7 separate regions of the Mus musculus genome follow, and all the other regions are linked to region 3. Evidence: chromatin contacts called from public HiChIP or PLAC-seq and promoter capture Hi-C data. All regions are on one chromosome and are shown on one strand. The core of a region is the stretch at or near the end of the contact, and the rest is flanking DNA. Distances in the headings are between cores, read along the strand shown.

What was found. Promoter capture Hi-C pulls out the DNA fragments that hold promoters and counts their contacts. HiChIP or PLAC-seq counts read pairs in DNA pulled down with a chosen protein or histone mark.
Region 1: a promoter capture Hi-C map of pre-B cells shows a contact between it and region 3, with 6 times the contacts expected there. The contact joins the promoter of Zmiz2 here to the promoter of Pes1 in region 3.
Region 2: a promoter capture Hi-C map of liver shows a contact between it and region 3, with 5 times the contacts expected there. The contact joins the promoter of H2az2 here to the promoter of Pes1 in region 3. A contact is called at or near these places in 4 of 39 promoter capture datasets (liver, neutrophils and pre-B cells) and 1 of 115 datasets of contacts at active chromatin or transcription factors (astrocytes).
Region 4: an RNA polymerase II HiChIP or PLAC-seq map of embryonic stem cells shows a contact between it and region 3, with 5 read pairs. The contact joins the promoter of Ppia here to the promoter of Pes1 in region 3. A contact is called at or near these places in 2 of 39 promoter capture datasets (cranial neural crest and pre-B cells) and 2 of 115 datasets of contacts at active chromatin or transcription factors (both in embryonic stem cells).
Region 5: a promoter capture Hi-C map of pre-B cells shows a contact between it and region 3, with 2.9 times the contacts expected there. The contact joins the promoter of Ccm2 here to the promoter of Pes1 in region 3. A contact is called at or near these places in 2 of 39 promoter capture datasets (liver and pre-B cells).
Region 6: a contact with region 3 is called in a promoter capture Hi-C map of liver, with 5 times the contacts expected there. The contact joins the promoter of Myo1g here to the promoter of Pes1 in region 3. A contact is called at or near these places in 4 of 39 promoter capture datasets (the C10 cell line, liver and pre-B cells).
Region 7: a promoter capture Hi-C map of pre-B cells shows a contact between it and region 3, with 5 times the contacts expected there. The contact joins the promoter of Tbrg4 here to the promoter of Pes1 in region 3.

Annotation. Positions count from the first base shown.
Region 1 is chr11:6,393,603-6,396,467 of GRCm38.p6, reverse strand. Zmiz2 (zinc finger, MIZ-type containing 2) reads right to left here and starts at 1,343. Exons shown (of 19, transcript NM_028601.3): 1 at 1,180-1,343; 2 at 790-900; 3 at 596-710; 4 at 34-236. The coding sequence starts at 839.
Region 2 is chr11:6,443,101-6,445,827 of GRCm38.p6, reverse strand. H2az2 (H2A.Z histone variant 2) reads left to right here and starts at 1,385. Exons shown (of 5, transcript NM_029938.1): 1 at 1,385-1,491. The coding sequence starts at 1,489. It also overlaps the pseudogene Gm11970.
Region 3 is chr11:3,962,534-3,965,284 of GRCm38.p6, reverse strand. It overlaps Pes1 (pescadillo ribosomal biogenesis factor 1), which reads right to left and starts at 1,310. Exons shown (of 15, transcript NM_022889.3): 1 at 1,225-1,310. The coding sequence starts at 1,248.
Region 4 is chr11:6,414,465-6,417,282 of GRCm38.p6, reverse strand. It overlaps Ppia (peptidylprolyl isomerase A), which reads right to left and starts at 1,416. Exons shown (of 5, transcript NM_008907.2): 1 at 1,304-1,416. The coding sequence starts at 1,372.
Region 5 is chr11:6,545,628-6,548,534 of GRCm38.p6, reverse strand. It overlaps Ccm2 (cerebral cavernous malformation 2), which reads right to left and starts at 1,648. Exons shown (of 10, transcript NM_146014.3): 1 at 1,506-1,648. The coding sequence starts at 1,535. It also overlaps the pseudogene Gm24000.
Region 6 is chr11:6,519,697-6,522,565 of GRCm38.p6, reverse strand. It overlaps Myo1g (myosin IG), which reads left to right and starts at 1,608. Exons shown (of 22, transcript NM_178440.4): 1 at 1,608-1,824. The coding sequence starts at 1,712.
Region 7 is chr11:6,624,641-6,627,375 of GRCm38.p6, reverse strand. It overlaps Tbrg4 (transforming growth factor beta regulated gene 4), which reads left to right and starts at 1,309. Exons shown (of 12, transcript NM_134011.3): 1 at 1,309-1,411; 2 at 2,163-2,227.

The DNA of each region.
Region 1 (2,865 bases), core at 94-2,593, 2.4 Mb before region 3:
TGACAGGCTGATGGTTTCAAGTCACTGGCTTACCCAGTAGTGAAGCTGGATCCCCCAGGGTAGCTCCCTCGGCCATACACGCCTTGCTGTACGTAGCTCTTGCTAGCACCTCCTTCAGCAAACGCCTGCTGTCCCAGGCACTGCGGGGAGGTCAAGGCAGAGCTGCCACCTGCCACACCAGGCATCATGGAACCACCAGGGGGGCTTCCTGCAGGGCCCATGGGGTTCCCTAAAACCTACAAGGAAGTGGGAGTCACCAGAGAGAACCAGCCAAACTACTGTCTTTAAGACACAGCCCTAAAGTGCTAGATGCCAAGAGATGCCCAGCAAATGGGGGAGGACCTGGGTGGCAGGAGTGGTTGTCTATAGTTCTGACTGGAAGGGTCTCTGGAGCCAGGGGAAGACATCCCATGGTAGTACAGAAGAAAGGCACCTAGTGACTTGAGACCCTCAGGAAGCCCCATCCTTGTGCTTCAGACAGTCCGCTTGGTCCCTGGTTCTTGGAGCCCTAAGATGGTAGAGGCACCACCAAGACTCTGGATCCTGAGGGCTGGGGGGTGGGGGTGGGAGTGGGGTGGCCCTGATACACACTCACCTGGCTCTGGGTTGCGTTGCCAACTCCCCACACAGTAGTGACCACAGACAGTGACCCAGCTGGCTGAGTGGCACTTTGTTGCCAAGGCACAGACTCATATGCAAATGAACCATCACTAAAAGAGAGCAGCTGGTTAAGGCAGGGTCAGAAGGCCAAGGGCTTGCTAGAGGCAGGCCACAGAAGCCCACACTCACCCGTGTGGTGCAGGGGGCAGGGCGGGTTTCATGGGGTTCATGGGGTTCATTGGTGATGGAGCAGCCTACAGGCCCAATGTGCTGGAGCTTATCCGGGAGTTGCTGCTCCGGCTGCGGGACAGGAGGGAGAAGGCAGGAGCTTAGATGCTCATGGTAGCACGGACAAAGCCAGGGTAGTAGCGTTGGCAAATGTCAGCCCAGAATGCAGTGCAAAGCAACTCTAACAAGGGCTCTGTCATCTTAAGCCATTGGATCAACCCTGGAAAGGGCTTTCTGATATCAAATACTTCCCACATTCCCTTTCCCATATAAATCATAGGAAGCCAGGAACCCTCAGCAGGCCCTGGAGAAGGTCAGAGGGGTAGCCCCCACCCTGCGGAGCCCAGAGACCTGAGAAGGAGCAGAGCTTGAGTGTTCTTTGAGGCAGATGCTGAAAAGTCAGGCAGCAGATGTACAACGGCAGTCCATCCACCAGGTTGGCCTTAGGGTGGCTGTACCGACACGGCTGACACAGGACACAGGCACTGACCCAGCCCCTGGTTGGCAGCTCTCTCCTATCAAGAGGGTGGCAGAAGGGCTTCAGGTCACAGGACCTTCAAGCTGATCCAGACGACTTGAGGGGAGCAGGCGTGTGTGTGTGTGTGTGTGTGTGTGTGTGTGTGTGTGTGTGCGCGCGCGCGCGTGCGTGCATGTATGCATGCATGTAGGTGCACACACACACACACATACACACACACCCCTGAGACAAATATGACCTTAAGTATATGGTCAAGTGGACATCTTGCCCCCCCCCAAAGACCCATCTGTGACACTTGTGAATTCCCAACATGGCAGTGACACACACAGCACAGCAGGTGTGGGGGGTAGTCACAAAGCCAGACCATGCTAACGCACATCTACAAGATGGGACCAACTGGGCTTCATTCTTAGAAAACCGTAGCAGTGGCTGGTGGACAGGGAGGCAACAGCAGGTAAGAGCAGCGACTGGTACAGAAGACTCCCACTCCTTGCCTTTCTCAGTGCCTCATCCACTCAGGTCCTAATATACCCTGGACCACATGCGTGCCTACCTCTGCTTGGTCTCACCAGAATGGCACACAAGCCATGTGTTGGGCACTTCTCAGGGACCTCTGGGAAGGCCTGGGTGCTCCTGTCTGAAACCCTCTCTTGGTAGGGGCTGTGTGATTGCCACACATACCTTTTGAACCATTATCAGATCTGGTGATTTCCATCTTCCACTCAGCACTCACAAGCCTCTTGTCTAGGGGAGAGAGGGGTATCGCAGCACCCACTCAGCTCTGGAACAAACATTTCTTTGTGCTTACCACTCAGGGCTCAGTACAGACCTGGAGGCTCTGCAGGGCAGGGCTACACACACAAAGCCCCAGAACGGATAAGAGAAAGAGAGAAAAGGGGACTGTGACTTGCCCTTGCCTGGGCAGCCTTAGGCTCCCAGAGATCCTTCTCACACCCAGCACCAGGCTACCAGGGAAGAGAAACCTCATCCACCTCATCCACAGGCTCTGTCCCCTGGCCCTCAGAGGCAACTACACTTGATTCTAGCCCAGGCCAGGTCCTGCCTAGGCAGCTGGAGACAGAATGTGCCAGACTGGCAGCAGAGGCTGGCATCTATGTTGCTCCTGCTGGATCCTGGCAGCTGACCTGGTGGGAAGAACTCCTCCCAAGATCTGACATGTGGGGTCTGGAACAACCATGTGGATGTCAGGAAATAGGAACAGGAATCAAGACAAAAGCACGACTTAATGGAAAAGAGAAGAGATGGGAAAATAGCCACACAAATACTCCCAGAGACACCAAAGCAATTCAGTGGAGGAAGGACATCTCTAACAAGTGGTACACGAGCAACTAGAGCCTACCAGTAAACAAAAAACTTCAGACACAAAATATGACGGGGGTGGGAGCATCTCTAGATGTAGCTTAATGGCAGAGCACTTGCCCTGTGTGCTTACACACGTCATGCTCTGAGTTTGAGCCTCACTACTGTAACAACAACAACCGAGTCACAGCATATACCAAAATGAACTAGGTCCTAGGTTTAAATGTAAAATACAAACT
Region 2 (2,727 bases), core at 136-2,635, 2.5 Mb before region 3:
TATCTTTTTTTAAAAGATTATGTGTGTGTGTGTATACACTTGCTATACTCCAGACACACCAGAAGAGGGCAACAGACCCAATTACAGATGGTTGTGAGCCACCATGTTGTTGAGAATTGAACTCAGGACCTCTGGACAAGCAGTCAGTGAACCACTGAACCACCGCTCCAGCCCCATGTTTGTTTGTTTTTGAGAAAGGGTTTCTTTGTGTAGTCCTGGCTGTCTTGGAACTTGCTTTGTAGACCAGGCTGGCCTGGAACGCAAAAATCCACCTGCCTCTGCCTCCTGAGTGCTCGGATCAAAGACGTCACCCCACCCCACCCCACCCACTCCCCTCAAGTACTTGTCCATATATTTAAATGAATAATTCATTTAGAAGTTCATCCCTTCCTCGTTTAGCATTAAAATTATTTTTTCATAAAGACCTGCTCCAAGTTGCTTCTTCTGATGGAGGTTGATCTCAGAGCTATAGTCCCTGTCAAAAGAAACAATTCAAATTTTGAGACAGGTATTGTCTAGCTGGAGATAAATTTCTAAAACAATGGCTTGGAAAAATCCTACCACAAGAACGAAGTCTCAATACAACAACAAACAAACAACAACAAAAACCGTAGAAAACTATTTTGCTCACAACTAACTCCTACAACTGGTCTGTGCTTCCTAATGGGAAAAAAATTAAGCTTTGAAGCTGGAACCAGAACAAAGTCTAAGACTTCTGATGAAGGCTGTATGCAAATGACTACATTCACCTAAGTGCGTTTCTCTAGCTGAGAAATGGATGTGGCTCTCCCAAATCTCCCGGGCTCATTGATGATCACAAAAATAATAAAACCTTTTAAAGTTGTGTGAATGGGTTGGCGATAGCTAGAGAATTTAACTAGGTGCGGACTACGATATACACTTATTCCTAAATTTTCACAATAGCTTTTGCACAAAGGTAACTCTACTTTAGACATTTGACCCTGTGCTACCTAAACGTTCCCCTTAAACTTGTTGCAATTGAAGAAAAACAAAGCAAAGAAGTCCTGGCGGGCTCTGAAATGGGCGGGAAAGGCACAGCTGTGCCGAATCGCTCCAGTCTATTGGTTCACCGAGCTGTTGTTCCCAGCCTCCCGCCCCCGTGCGGCCGACAATGTTTTCATTGGCTTTCCTCCTCTCTCATTGGTTCATTCTTCTGTTCATCAGAAGTCCGCGCAAGGAGAGCGGCGGAGAGAGTGTCAATGTTTGGTCGGAGGGCCCACCTCCAAGGGCCGTGTGCAAAAAACAAACAGCGGTTAGGGAGGCGGCACCGGGAGGGCGGAGTTATGGCTAGAAGGAAGCGTACAATTGGCCGGCCGCCGAGGTTCAAACGAACAACGTGAGCGGCTATTGGTGGAGGCGGCGCGAGGCGGGCCCCGGGCATTGTCCCGCTCTGGCTGCGGCGGTCCGACTGCGAGAGCGGCGGCGGCGGCGGCGCGGGGCTGCAGTGGGCGTCGCGCGGCCGAGACCATGGTGAGTGCGGGGTCGCGCGTGGAGTGGGCGCGCAGAAGCCCCGGACGGCTGCTCCACCTGGGGGATCGGGAGTGGGCGGTGTCGCGCTTCGGAGCCGGAGTGCCCGCTGTTCCGGACTCCGCCGGGGGTTGGGGGGGCGCGCCGGACGCGGGAGGCAGAAGCAGGGGGGCGGGTGCTGCGCCGCACAGAGGAGGTCCGGCTGTAGCCCTGCGAGTTCTGAGGCTTCGGCTCAGGGTTACGTAATGCCCCCCGCTGAGGATCGGAGGAGTTCTGATCCTGCCCACCAGAACCGCTCGCCTCGTCAGCGGCTTGCCGGTTATTCTTTGGAATAGAAGTTTATTTACTTGGCTTCATCTTAAAGTATCTTTTCATTCTGTAGTTTAGATCTAGTTGAAAGTGACTTCTAAAGAAAGAAAGTGAGTAAAACTTTAGCCCCATTCTGAAATTGAGGGGAAAGTCCTAAAACCAATCGAGACCTATGTGTTTCACCAAGATTAAGGGGAGTGACGCTCTCTTTTTGGAATTATATTTCTGTCGGTATCCTGCTTGAAATATGCTTTCGCTGTTATAGAAATAGTAAGCCTTCCCAAGAAGGACTCTCTGCATGCACTTAGAGATTAGTTAAGGAAAAGCTCTTTATCTTTTCTTTGACGCTTGTCTGGCTGGGCTAAGACTCAAGCAAGAGCCTGCCTCCAACTGAAGAGCTTACTAATTTATGTACATTTTAGATGTGTGCATTCCACAGACTCTGTTATCCTGACATCTCTTTTGAGGTCCCAGGTTACACTTTGAACAATTTAAGCAGAGACAGGAGATTGCAAGTCTGACCGCTGAAGTGGATAGATTTATACATATTACTACATATGGCTAGGAGTATTTTTAAGTATGCCACTGTTCTTTTTCAAAGTTATTACCGAGGGTCATCATACCTACCTTGCAGAATTACAAGCTGGTTTATCTTTATCTGGGCCTAACTGCTGGTCATAGATCAGTTCTGTCTCCTTTGTCACGGGAATGAGTCTGATTGGGTGGCCCATCCTGGTGAACAGTTGTCTCCTAACATCCTAAGTTCCATGTTTTTAATTTGCAGGCCTGCTTAGCATACTGCTTATCTTCGAGGGGTTTGAGAGGCGGTCCACCTTTAGCTAAATTTCACTTGGGCCAATGTTTCCTGAGCAAATCTATTACTAAATCCATTGTAACATCAGTTTTATTACTTTGTGTTTCATCTACATT
Region 3 (2,751 bases), core at 61-2,560:
TCCTATCCCAAAGTTACTTCATACCCACAGTCTCCTTACAGAAGCAAGAATAACTCAGATCAAGTCACTTACTTTCTTTGTCTTCTCCACTCAGAATAAGTTCCAGCCTCACATGATACGGCCCCAGCCTCACCTAGACAGCACCTCACTTATTTACATCTCACAGCCATGCTACTGTCTGTCCAAAACCCTGCACACCACCTGCCTCTCTTTCCTACTGGCCGTGGAATTCACTTCTGTTTTCTCTGCTAAGCACTTCTGAATGAAAAAAGAAAAACAGCAAGCTTTCACATTAATTATGATTAAGAAGCTTAAACTTGGGAAACAAGGTTGCATAGGAAGAAGAAACTGTCTCTAATCTGAGACAACAGAGCTAAAACTGCACTGACTTCTGCTTTTAACCTGCTCACCCTTTCCCCTTTTCTAAAGAAAAAAAAAAAAAAGGTCATTTTCTCCCTTGAGAATTGAGCACCACCAATATCACACGGATAGCAAGTTCCATCTGCTAAAGATAAAACTATCATAACCAGAGCCTGTAAAGGAACAAAAGGGTCATCCTAAAATATAAGATTGTGACAACGCCTAACCCCATATAAACCATCAAACACAGAGACGGCTAAGAGACGGCTGGAAGCTACAGCTGCACGCTGATATTAGTCTCTCCTTTCTCTGAGTGCCGAGAATTCTCTTAGGGGAAGGTTGGGGACCATCCACACTTCCCAACATTTTCATGCCCCAGACTAAAGTGTTCTTTAAGTACTGATTTCCACTAAAATGCTACGTCAGAAGAGGACCTACAAGACAACACTAATCGGATTAAGCGCCTGTTGATACTCTCCACTCTACTGCTCCTCCCTCCCTCCCTTTCTCAGGAGCGCACTTAAAAACCCTTAGCCACTTTATCTGAAGTTGACACTGGGAAAGCGGGGCCGCATCTGACTGCTTACTTCTCAATTCCCAGTACCTAGGACCGGGCCTGGCTCAATTAAGAAAGTCCCAAGTCTTGATAATGAATTCTACGTCCCGTTGGTCACTGATCACTCTTTTGGCGGCTCCGCCTGTCTCCACAACTCCTTCCACAGAAAGCCCGTCACAGTTCTTCCCGGCTTCCAGGGGCCTACGTGCAGAAGGTTCGCTCCGGCGGCCGTCTCAAGACTTCTCGGTCCCCAGAGGCCAGGGAAAGTGATAAAGCCGGAGCTCCGACCTCCGCTGGAACTCACTCACCTTCTTCTTCTCCAGACCTCCCATAGCTCCACGTTGAGAAATTCAAGGCAGCCAGAACACCAGAGCTACTTCCTCCCGCACGTGCCCTGCCTAGGGCCCTGAAGGACCCCACGCCGCCAGCTGAGGGCTGTCTGAAAATATGCCTGTACAAATCCAGAGAAAGTTGTGCTTTTGGCGACCTCGTTATTTACAACCAAATTCTCTAAAGCTCAACAATTGTGGTAGTTCTTTCAGTTCTTTTCTTAGTTACCAAAATCTATAGACAAGCTTTAAAGCAACATGGAAATTTAGGCAGTTTTATAAGCACCCTAGACACGGTTGTTTGAGCACGCGAGCCCCAGTGCATTTTGGGATACAGCAGGACTGAAGGGATGGGAGACAGACAGCCCGGAGCCTTCTGGGATTCAGAGAGCTCTGTAGTTTGGCCTCTAATCCAGAGATCCGCCTGCCTCTGCCTCCAGAGTACTGGGATTAAAGATGTGTGTCACCACGCCTGGCTGATGTTTTCTTTAAAAACCAAACCAACCAAACAAACAAACAAAAACAGAAATGCTCACTAAACCTAAAGCTACTAGTTTTTGTAATGCTAGGCCAGTGAGTTTAAGGGAGTTCAATTGTCATGGCAACGGTTGCTAGGCGTTGTAAACCCAGCTGACCAGATTTTGCCTTGTTGACCTTAGATTCAGCTGCACCTAGTTTGTTCAAGTTAGAATAAAATAGAGCAAAGGCCGACCTTTGACCTCCCACGGACACGGAGAGGGTCTAAGGAACTGCTTATATTTGGGGAATGAGTTGAGGCAGAAGGGACGGATCTCTGTGAGTCCGAGGCTAAGTTCCAGGACAGCGAGGGTATTGAGTGACGCACTGTCGAAACAAAACAAAAATGAAAAGAAAGAAAAATAATGGAAGGCATAGCATGATGGTGGTGCCTGTAATCCCAGCACACAGGAGTCTGAGGCTGGGAGAGCACAAGTTTCAGGCCAGCCTGTGCTAGAGATAGTGTTTCAAAACAACAAAACCAAGAAAACAAAACAGGACTGAGGAGATGGCCCAGTGGACAGAATTCCTGACATGCAAGCATAAGGATATGGAGTTCAGATCTGCAACACACACATAAAAGTTGTGCGCACATTTAAAACATATCATTCCATCTATAAAGATAATTTTTAAACTTATGAGATCTGATGATAGGTTTAAGTCAGTCTTAAAGGTGGTAATTTCATGTTTATAAAAAAGTTAAAATTTATGACTTTTTTATCAATTTCCTTTAAATTTTATTACTTTTACTTCAAAATGTTAAAAAAATTCTTGGTTTTCTGCTTAAAGTCATGTATAGCTGAAATGTAACTTTGAAAGATGAGTTTAATAAGAATGAACATTCTCTTTATCAGTATTTATAAGAGTGGTTTTGTATACTTGATACAGTAAGCATATTTATCTCTTTAAAAAAGAAACTGTGATTTCCATATGTTGAATATATATTTATACTAAAATAAAGTACCAAAATCCAAAAAAAAAAAAAAAGTT
Region 4 (2,818 bases), core at 167-2,666, 2.5 Mb before region 3:
ATTATCAGCTCTTGACTAGATACATGCTGGGTGAGGGCTAATTAGAACCTAGTGCTCTTTTTATGTGCCTACCTACTATGTGTACCCAGCACTGTGGCAGGCGGGCAATCGGGAGATCTAGCTTTTGAGTTAAAAACTCACCAATGATAGCTTCTGGAGTTTAACAGTACAGACACTAAGTAACATATTCCACTATGGCCTAAGGGCTAGTACTGAGGCTAACAATAATATTTAATTTTGGGGTTTTTTGTTTTTTTCGAGACAGGGTTTCTCTGTATAGCCCTGGCTGTCCTGGAACTCACACTGTAGACCAGCGTGGCCTCGAACTCAGAAATCCGCCTGCCTCTGCCTCCCGGGTGCTGGGATTAAAGGCGTGCGCCACCACGCCCGGCTGAATATTTAATTTTGTAAAAGAAAAACGCCAATTGTTTAGGGTACTCTAATTACTAACTGATCTTTAAGCAGCCACTTAACCTCCAGAACTAATTAAGTAGGTAACTACTGGCAATCCACTTTGGTCAATGCAAACTGCAGCGTGGCCAGTCATAACATGCCTGTCTCACTGAGGGTAATAGGGAGGGGTTCAGAGCGCCTCCCCCGCTGCGCCATCACTGCGACAGGAGGCGGTCCTTGGGCACCAGCAAAAGCCAAGCCTTTCTCGTTTCCGCTCGGGGGTGGGGGACGCGGAGGGGTATTTTGAGCCTCCCTAACCAAATGTGGCTACTTCGGACCAAATGGCCAAAGGTTCAATTCACACTCAAGTCTGCTATAAAACGATTATTTTATATTCTTCGTAGGAACCACTAGGTTTAGGAAACCACTAGGTTTAACCGGGCTAACGAGCACGTCCGGGCTCTCCGAGCCTTCGCCCCTGAGACCTTAGGCAGGGTCCCTGCTCAGATCCGAGTAAAAGGCTGTGGGGCTCCGGAAAGCAGGCTGGGAAGAGGCCCGCGGGGCTGCAGCGCCGCAGCGGAGCAGGGCGGGGCCCAACGGCTGGGAGAAGGGAGAGGCGCGGAGCACGTGCGCCCGGCCTCGCGGGGCCCCACAGGACGCAGCCACGTGCGCCTGCGGGGAGGCCGGGACGGGCGGGGACGGCCCCCTCCCCCAACGGCCGCGCCCCGCCCGGCTTTGTCCGCAGCCCGCCCAGCCTCCCCGCGCCTCGCCAGCCTCCCAAAATGGCCCCTCGTCAGGAAATGGCGCCGCCACCCGCGCTCGCTCCACCGGAGGGTCGGGCCGCGCCCGAGAGAGCCTCCCCCTCCACAGCTCCCGGGACCCCACCCTGGAGCACCACTGCCCACCCGACCTCGAAGGAGACGCGGCCCAAGGGCTCGTCATCGGCCGTGATGTCGAAGAACACGGTGGGGTTGACCATGGCTGCAGCAAGCGGCGAAAAGCGACAGTGGCGTCTGCAAAGCGGCACGAGCCTCGCCGCGGCTTCCTTTATACCCGGTTCGGGCCCCGCCCACCACCGAGTCGCGCGCCCGGACCTGGATCAATCACAACTGCTTTCCAAACGGAGTGACGGCGCGACAGGCCTATGGGCGGGCGCGGGCGCGGGTGGGGCGGGGCGCGAGGCGCGCGTGCGCTGTAGCGCGCAGAGGCAGGTTCCCGCCCGCGGGCTCCTACTAGATGGTTGCGGCGCGGTCGGTGGGGGAAGAGTCCGAGGGCAGTTAGGGAGGGTGGCCACGCAATCTGGCTGTCCTTAGGAACGCGTCGGGGCCCCTGGTCTTCCCCAGTGGTACCGCGTATCTTCCCATTGCACAGAGCAAGTAACTGAGGCAAACATGGTCCTCAAGGTCGAGCGGCCCTTCAAGGTCGGGCGGGGTCCTGAGGCGCTGCCCTCTCTGCGGAAACTCGAACAGGCAGGCATCCCTGGGCCTAGATCCAGGACCCACACCGTCATTGTGCAATGGCAACCGCTTCCTGATAGGTCCCTGTGAGCGCCTCCGTTTTCTTAAACTCTGGGGAACGGGCACAAGCAGCCCCCTCATTTTAAAGATTATGAAATACTTTTTAAATGTCCTACTTTCCAAATATATCTTGTGTTTTCTCCAGGAGGAAGCTATTTAAACACGATCCTGGTCAGAGTCTACCTGTAATTTTTTTCTCCCCGACCCCCAATACCCCAAGGTCTTCTCATTTCCTCATGTGGCCTAAGGCGTGCTCTCAAAGGCTTCACACGCCTGTAAATCCCACCTCTAGGTAGATGGAGACAGGAGGATAGTGAGTTCCATACAGCCTGAGCTGTAAGTGTGAGGCCCTGCCTCATAAACAAAGCCTGAGTATGGGAAAGTCGGTGCTGTGGAAGACCCTTCACCATAGCGTCTGCTGGAGTTGGCTCCCGAGCTGTAAGGCCTTTAGACACAGAACCTCAGGAATGTGGGTCTGGCCATGCCTTATTTGGATGAATCAGACCAAAAGCACATTAGGTTGAACTACAAAGAGTTTTGATTTGCCAAACTGGAAAATTCTGTACCAGTGTGCTTTGTGCATATAGCATCATGTAAACCTGCTTTTCTCAAAACTGTTAAGTGCTTGCAGGACAAGCTCAAGGACCTACCTGCGTTTGGATCCCCAGCACCTATGTAAAAGCCAGGCCATTGGGAGGAGTCTGTAAGTCCAGGCCTGGAGGCAATGGAGACTGACTGGTTAGACAGTCTAGGCAAGACTGAGTCAGTATAGTGGATAAGGTAGAGACAGGGATGGGGAGAAGGCCCCATGGTTAAGAGCACTTGCCTTTATTTTTAACTAACTGATTGTTTTGGTTATAGTTTGCATTTTAGGAGTTCTTTGCATATTCTGGGTTTAATTTCTTACC
Region 5 (2,907 bases), core at 399-2,898, 2.6 Mb before region 3:
CTGCATATAACTGTAAGATTGTCTTGCTACAAGAGCTGGGCATGGTGGTGCACGCCTTTAATCCCAGCACTTGGGAGGCAGAGGCAAGTGGCTTTCTGAGTTCGAGGCCAGCCTGGTCTACAGAGTGAGTTCCAGGACAGCCAGGGATACACAGAGAAACCCTGTCTTGAAAAACAAAACAAAAAGAGATTGTCTTGCTACTGATCCAAAAGCTCAGGGGGAAGTCTTAATGCCTCTCTCTGCTCCTCAGCCTTCTACCCAAACTGGTATGATATACAAGACAACATAAACCGCCAGGCAATTTGTCCCAAACAAGAACGTGGGCCAGGTGTCTTACAGGGCACTTAGAGTGTGAGACAAATACAATGTCTCCAGGGATGTAGGCTACTGGCATTGCAAAGACCAGCTGGCACGGTTCAGCATCAGCCACACTTGGGCCAAGTCCTTCCTCAACAGCACCCTCTTTTCTAGCTAAGTCCTTTTACAATGCTCAAACCCCTTCTATACTTGTAGGCTGAATTGCTTTGTTGGGCCCATTTCCCAGCTTTAAACCATCTTTGGAGGTAACAAGTTGACAGGACATCTAAATAACAAGTGCAACTTTCTGTCTTCAAACAAAAGAAAGTGGGGGCAGCGCTGCTGGCCTGGATTCCCTGAAGGCCACCTGGCCACTCTATTTCAAGTAAGACTTTCTGAAAAATGGGACACCTCCTAAAACAAGGTGGTGAGTGGTGTGGCCAATTAAAGGCTACAAGGAGGCCGGGTGGTGCTGAGCTAGGACATCAAAGTCTGTTTTAAACTTGTCCACAACGTGCACACATTTATCAAATGAAAATGACAGGCAAACATGAAGATTGCAAAGCATTTATTTGAAAGGGATACATTTTATCAAAGCCCACTTTTCGCTTTAAAGGCAGTTTAAGCGGTTCATTCCCACATGGTCTTCCCAGGCTTCTTAAAATGTTCTTTATCAACTACTCAAGCCTGTAATTAAAGCCACATTTTTAAACTACAGAAACGAAGGAGCCTCTTGAACCATGTCCTAAATCTTACTGCCAAACATAACGTCACTAAAATCACTCAGTGGTATTAAATAGGAGCGACAGTCGACGAGAGAACCCGCCGAAAAGCTAAGTCCATCTTTGCTTTTACTGGACATCCAAAAACAAAGCCAAGTGGGCAGCAAAAGCCTCGCCGGTCACGGCACAGCCCAGTGGCCCAAGTTCCAGCCCAGGCCACCTTCTGGCCCCTCACTGGGCCCACTTCCTTTGTGGCCCCAGGCCGGCGCGCGGGGAAGGCGGGCCCCCTGACAGGCCGTCTGGAGCAGGCCGGGGGCGAGCGGCAAAGGGGACGCCCCCACCGGAAAGGCGCGGCACTTCCTCCGGGAGCCGCAGGCCCACCTGACCGCTGTCCCTGCCCGCTCAGCCGCCCGCCCGCCCGCCCACCCCGAGGGACCCCCACCCCACGCCCCGGCCCGGCGGCAGGACGCGCCGGTGAGCGCTCACCTTCTTGCCCTTCTTGCCCTCCTCCTCCATGTCGCCGCGTGCGGCCCCCGCGGCCCGCCCCGGGAGCCCCACTGCCAGCGGCCGCTACATGCTCGCTCTGGGCCCGCCACCCCCGCGCTCACCGCGCCGCCGGCCCGCCCGCAGTCTCCGCCCCGGCCGCGCCCCACCCGCACTTCCGGACCTAGGGAGCCCGCCCACTCCGGAGACCCCGCCCCCTCACGCCCCGCCCACTGCCTCGGCGCTCCCGCACTTCCGCCTAGAGGCACTCGCTGGGCCCAAGGAGGGCGATACCAAGAAGGGCGATTCCCTGTTTTTCCCAAAGCCCCTGAAGAGACCCAGGGTCACCCCGGGCCCCTCCATGCCTCCTCAGGGCGGGAGGAGCACACCTGCCTACCCCAGTCCTTCCCATCCCCTCTGGAAAGGCGCCCCAGTACCCCCCCCCCCATCCCTAGCTCTCCCGAACCCTTCAGGGCCGCGCGGGAGTGGCTCCAACTTTTCAATTCTGCCGCCATCTTTAGGGTGGCCGACTTCCCAGCCTGCCTCGCGATTAGGGAGGCGGGCCACATGCCCCTGGGAAGGGACAGAGTCAGTCTCCAATCCGGGTTCTGGGCGCGCTGCCACTTGGCATCCCTCTCTTTTTACTCTGAGCCACAAGGAAACCCTTTTCTAGTAACTTTCTATTCTGGCTGGGCGTGGCGGCGCACTCCTGTGTAATCATAGCACCTGGCTGCTAGAGACAGGAAAATGAGTTCAGGATCAACCGTTGGACCAGAGTCTCATAAAAGAATCCAAAAATGTACAATAGCTGCCAACAGCAACCTTCTAGGTAGTGTATGCAACCTGTTGTCTGTATGGGTTGTCCTAAAACATCTTGAAGATAGTATTCTGGCTGGGCAGTGGTGGCGCATGCCTTTAATCCCAGCATTTGGCAGGCGGATTTCTGAGTTTGAGGCCAGCCTGGTCTACAGAGTGAGTTCCAGGACTATACAAAGAAAACCTGTCTCGAAAAAAAAAAAAAAAAAAAAAAAAAAAAAGCATTCTGATGGATATTCACATTCCTGAGTTTATGGTGTTTCTAATCTAGGCTTCAGCCACCCACACACAAATGCAAAGGTGCTTTTGGGAAGCTGGAAGGTATAAGGAAATCAGGGTTCACAATGGCCAGGTCATCATATCCATGCTCTAAGGCTCAAGTTCAACTTCCTTCGCCTCCAGATCTACACCTCTAAGAAGAAATGTTTAATGAAAATAAAATTTAAAACATGATAGCTGAGAGGCAGTTCACAGGGTATGGCTGTGGGTTCCCTGGAAAGTTATGGACCCTATGGTCCACCCAAGCCTCTATGTTCACTAATCTCACACCCAAGCCAAAACTATGTGTAATGTGTGTGTGTAAAATTTT
Region 6 (2,869 bases), core at 359-2,858, 2.6 Mb before region 3:
GCTACTTCCAGGACAGTCAAGGACACACAGAGAAGCCCTATCTCAAAACAACAACAACAAAACAAAGCAAAAACAAAACAAAATACAGTTGTCAGATATCTGTGAATACAAGCTCTCTCAAAATTGGCCTGCAAATAACACATATTTGGGAACATTTGGGCCTGCCATCAAGGGAGCAGAGAGAGCTGCCCACTGGCAGACCCTGTAATCAGGAGGGAGGACTGCACAGAGAAACCTGAGTGGTCGCCTAGCCATTTTTCAATGTACCACTAATCTACAAGCTCAACCATAAGCCAAGACCTGTGAGAGCTAAGATGAGGCCCCAGAGCTCCAAGAGTTAATGGTTTTATCTCAGAGGCTGGATGAGAGAACGAAGCTGAGCATATGCAAGAGGGTCCTACCAAAGGCTAGCCCACTAGAGGGCTGGAGAGTGTACTCTTCCGCTCCCTTGTCACTGTGGGGAGGAATCGCAGGGTGCCGAGTCCCCACCACTGCCTCATCTGCTGGGTCAGGCAGGAAGTCTTTATGGTTTAAACTCTATTGTGGCCACCCCTGGCTGATGTTGAGCTCTGGGGCAGCGATGTTCAGCTGGGTAACCACGAGAGGCCAAGAAATATCTGTTGGCACGCCTTTAATCCCAGCACTTGGGAGGCAGAGGCAGGCCGATTTCTGAGTTCGAGGCAAGCCTGGAGCCTGGTCTACAAAGTGAGTTCCAGGACAGCCAGGGCTATACAGAGAAACCCTGTCTCGAAAAACCAAAAAAAAAAAAAAAAAAAACCAAAATAATAATAATAAAAGAAATATCTATTGGGCTAGAGAGATGGCTCAGAAGTTAAGAGCACTGACTGCTCCTGCAAAGGTCTGCAGTTTACGGCCACCCAGCCCTCTAGCCCTCTGCAGACACCCAGCATGCATATGGTGCACTTATACATGTAGACAAAGCACTTGTACACAAAATAGATGTTTAAAACGTTTTAAAAGAAGCATCCTGCCAGGCGTGGTGGCACATGCCTTTAATCCCAGCACTTGGGAGGCAGAGGCAAGTAGATTTCTGAGTTCAAGGCTGGCCTGGTCTACAGAGTGAGTTCCAGGACACACAGAGAAACCCTGTCTTGAAAAACCAAAAAAAGAAAGAAAGAAAGAAAGAAAGAAAGAAAGAAAGAAAGAAAGAAAGAAAGAAAGAAGAAGAAGCATCCTTTCTTACTGAGCCTGGTATAATCCTAGCTACTTTGGGGAGGCCAGCTTGGACTACAGAGATAGAAGAAAGAAAGAAAGAAAGAAAGAAAGAAAGAAAGAAAGAAAGAAAGAGAGAGAGAGAGAGAGAGAGAGAGAGAGAGACGGAAAGAGGGAGGGAGCAAAGGAAGGAAGGAAGACAGACAGACAAGGGGAGGGAGAATTCCAGCCTGCCCGTAATCTTTGGAGTGCTTGGGATTACAGACAGGTATGGCCAAACCTAGCTTGGGAAGAGCTTTAAGGAAGCCAGTAAAGACCCCATCAGGACAGACAGTTAGGCATGGACCTTGTGGGCCAGGGAGCAGGAAGCAGTGTCTGAAGCACCAAGGCAGGGGAGTAGCAATGGGCAGGGCCAAACTCCCCGGGCAGAACCCACTTCCTACTTTACTGAAGTACTGCAGTAGTCAGGCAGGGCTGGGCCTCCCCTTTCTGCCTTCCCCTTCACCTCTGTACAGAAAGCTCTGGCGACCTGCCTTGGATGCTTGCAGTGGGCAGGATGGAGGACGAAGAAGGCCCTGAGTATGGGAAACCAGACTTCGTGCTTTTGGATCAACTGACCATGGAGGACTTCATGAAGAACCTAGAGCTCAGGTAGATGTGAGGTGGGGGTGGGGATGCGGTACTGGGCTTCTTTCCTTCCTTTCCTCCCTTATCATCCACACAGACCTGAGAGAAGCCCTGAAGGTACCCTGGTCCCATCGTCAGGAATGGGGACAAGGCTACACATACCTAGACAATACAGGCTGAAATGATAGCATCTCCAGGAGATAATGGCCACTCAGAAAGTAACCAGCTGTCAGGAATGGAGCTGCCCAGCCACCCTCACAACACCCTGGTTGACAAGCCCAGAGTCCTGAGGAAGACAGGCAAAGGCATGGGGACCAGGAATGTACTGCATCTCCTCTCTGTCACCTGCTGATGCTTTCCCCCTGGGTCCCATGTGTGACCCGACTTGAGTTTCCTTAGGAACTCCAAAATGAAGTGCCCTCCACCCCAGAATCGCAATAATCGAAGCAAGCTGATATGATGCTGATATGATGTTCTGGGTTGGGAGTTGTTCATGGGAGGGGTCACAGGCTAGGACTAGGAGAATTGACAGTGCAGCCTGCTTTCTCACTGAAAAAAGCAGGGAGGGGTCCAGGAGCTAGAAGCACAGCATGTTAAATGGCCTTGTGTGCGGCTGGACTTCATACACACCTCCTAGGGAGGATTGTTGTGTGCTAGGAAGCTCCTTAGAGAGCAACTGGGGACCAGGAATCTCACTAGGTGCAGAGATGGAGGTCCTAGGCTGCCACATGGAGAGCTTTATCCAGGAAATGAGTTCAATGCTTTGTTAGACTGCCTCATTCTCTCGAAAAGCAAGCTCACAAGCATGCCCTCCATGCTTTGTATGCTGAGCCGAGGAAGACAGTGGCTGCAGGTCACAAAACTTGTAGTCCCAGGGCGTGACTTGTCAGAGGGGGCAGAGAAAGAGGAACCCTGAAGAGGCCTGCCTGGGGTTGAGCGGGCCCCACACACCGAGAGGACAGTTGGGGCCCCAAGGAGGCTAGTACTCCTCCCAGAGCACAAAACCCAAGAGAGGTACAGCCCTAGGTTCCTGCTTCTAATATGGTTAGTAAACGGAAGGGTGGAGGAG
Region 7 (2,735 bases), core at 60-2,559, 2.7 Mb before region 3:
TCAGCATGAGACTCTTAAACAAGAACCACCAAGGTAAAGCTAGTGTGGCAATATAATGCTAGCTACTGTAAGGCTAAAGCAAGAGAAGCTTCCCTGGATAATTCAGCAATCTTTTATTAACAAGAACCAGCGTTTACGCTTGATTTTAGCCACAAAGGAGAGAAGTAATACACTCTTACAAACATAAAGATTTTTCAAGGAAAATTTTAAGTTAAATTTTCCTTTCTACAAAATTAGGGCCAGCAGGATAACTTAGTGGGGACCTGGGGGTGGGGGTGGGGCATGTCTTTTGTCCTGCACTCCAGAGGCAGAAGGAGGGGGATCTCTGTGAGTTCAAGACCAGCCTGGTCTACACAGCGAGTTCCAAAACAGCCAAGGCTACAAGGAGAAACGCTGTCTAGGAAAACAGACAGTTAGTTTAGGGGCCACTTGACTGTGAGTTCAATTCCCAGATCCCACATGATTGGAAGAAACAAATTTCCCCAAGTTTTCCTGTGATCTCTTCATGCACACATACACCTTTGTCCCAGAGATGCCGTCTGTGGTTTCCTAGCACTGGGATTACTGGGAAAACTCACCTCCCAACCATCCTACCCAGCATTTTGTACTATCTCCTCAGTCCTGCCGTGCGCTAAGGCAGGGCCTTCTCCAGGTCGTCCCGGCTGTCCTAAACTTGGTATGTAGACCAAGCTAGCCACGACCTCAAAGATCCTTTTTCCTGTCTCCTGGCTGGGGTTTTAAGGTGTGTGCCACCACGCCCGGCTATTCTGCTTCTTGATGCAGGGCCTCCACAGTAGTACAGGCTAGCCCTCGGCCTCCTGCCTCCATTACTGAGATTACAGCAATTTATCGGTGTGCCGTTGTATACGGTATGTCCTTTACTTGTTTAATCTAGACAAACTGCTTGCATTTCCGAAAAGACCTTCAGCTGGAGCTACAACTCGCTTCTCTGTAATTACCCGACACCTGGCAATGCCTTCCCGCCCCGAACCCCAAAGTCAACACGGCGGTCCCAACTCACGCCTCTCCTACAGGACCTGTGAAAGGCCCAAGGGAGTGGGGCAGAACGGGCTGACATCAGAGTCGCTACCCAAACTCCGCACAAGTAGGAGACTCTGGCCCGACGTGCCCTGCCGTGTAGAATTCACCCTCTCCTTCCCGTCTACGTTTCCCACGACCAGGATCTCACTACACTTCCCAGTACCGGAAGCCTGAGCGCAACAAAGATGGCGACTGCGGAAGGGGCGGAGGGCGTGGCCTCCGTCCGGGAGCACTGGGCCACCTAGCTTCCGGCGGCGCGCCAGTGACGTCAGTGAGCGCGCCAGGCCGCGTGGAGGCCGTAGGCTGATGGAGGTCAGTGAGGGTGATCGCCGCCGCAGTCTGGCGTCCTGGAGAGACCGGGTTTCTGAACGTGGGTATCCGAGACGGGAAGCGTGGCTGGGAAGGGCAGCAGTTAGTAAGGACCGGCGGGGCTGTTGTGGGGGGAGCCAGGAAAGGGACTCTCGACACCGTGCCCCAAGGGCGCTGTTCGGTTGCAAATTCGGTTCCGGGCTGCGATTGCGCACGCGCTCCTCGGCCCGCGGTAGACACGAGGCCTATCCCGGGAAGCTCCGCTGCCCGCAGTGACCCTTGGCGTCCCCTGCCAGTCACTTTTCGTGTTTCTGCATTTTAGGTTTCAGGGTCGATATTTACTTAGTCGCAGGTCTTGAAAATCGGTAGTTTGCCAGTGCTTTTTTTTTTTTTTTTTTTTTTTTTTTTTGGTTTTTTGAGACAGGGTTTCTCTGTGTAGCCCTGGCTGTCCTGGAACTCACTCTGTAGACCAGGCTGGCCTCGAACTCAGAAATCCACCTGCCTCTGCCTCCAAAGTGCTGGGATTAAAGGCGTGCACCACCACGCCCGGCTCTCCAGCGCTTCTTTACTGTCTGGGTTCAGTAAGTGATGGATATTGGGTTTGGGCAGATGTCCCCCTTCTGAACCATATTTTATTTCCGTGTAAGTATAATTAAGCTAATCTTTTTACAGCTGCAGTAATGTGTTCACATAACAGTAAAATTAAGCTAGCTATATACCCGAATCCCGGAAGCAGAAAAAATTGAGGTGTTTTCTCCTTTAGTTGAAGCAAAGTCCAGTAACTTGTCTCATTTGGTTCTATCTCACCTTAGGGAACAAGACTGGCAGACTTGCCGAAAGAAACGTCATGTGGTTATGTAGCGTGTTCTCGAAAAAGGTAACATTTTGCAGGACTTAGAAAAAGGCAATGCCGTGCCCTGTGATTGGCAGAGAACGCAGTAGCCAGTTTTGCATTGTGAGATAAAAGTGTGAAGTGTAGTTGGAACAGAGCCTGTATTGTAGGGGTTGGATTAAGATTGGCAAGGTGGTGACTCTGGGTGGTGTTAGGGCTTGTTTGCGGTGATCGATTCAATTTGTGAGTTTTGCTTTAAGGGTTCTGGGGTGTGACTCAGTTGGAACTGCTTGTCTAGCTCACATAAAGGCCTAGATTTGATCTTCGGCACTGAATAAACCAGGAGTGATTGGCTATCTTTAATGTTAGCACTTGGGAGGTGGCCGCAAGAGGAATAGAGAAGTTCAAGGTCATCCTTAGCTATGTAAAGTAATTGTAGTCTTGTTTCTTTCTATGTATATAAGTGAACACGGGGACACATGCAGGCACACAGCCCGGGAGAGAGTCAGGTCCCTGGAGCTGGAGTTACAGGCAGTTGTGAGTCCCTCAATGA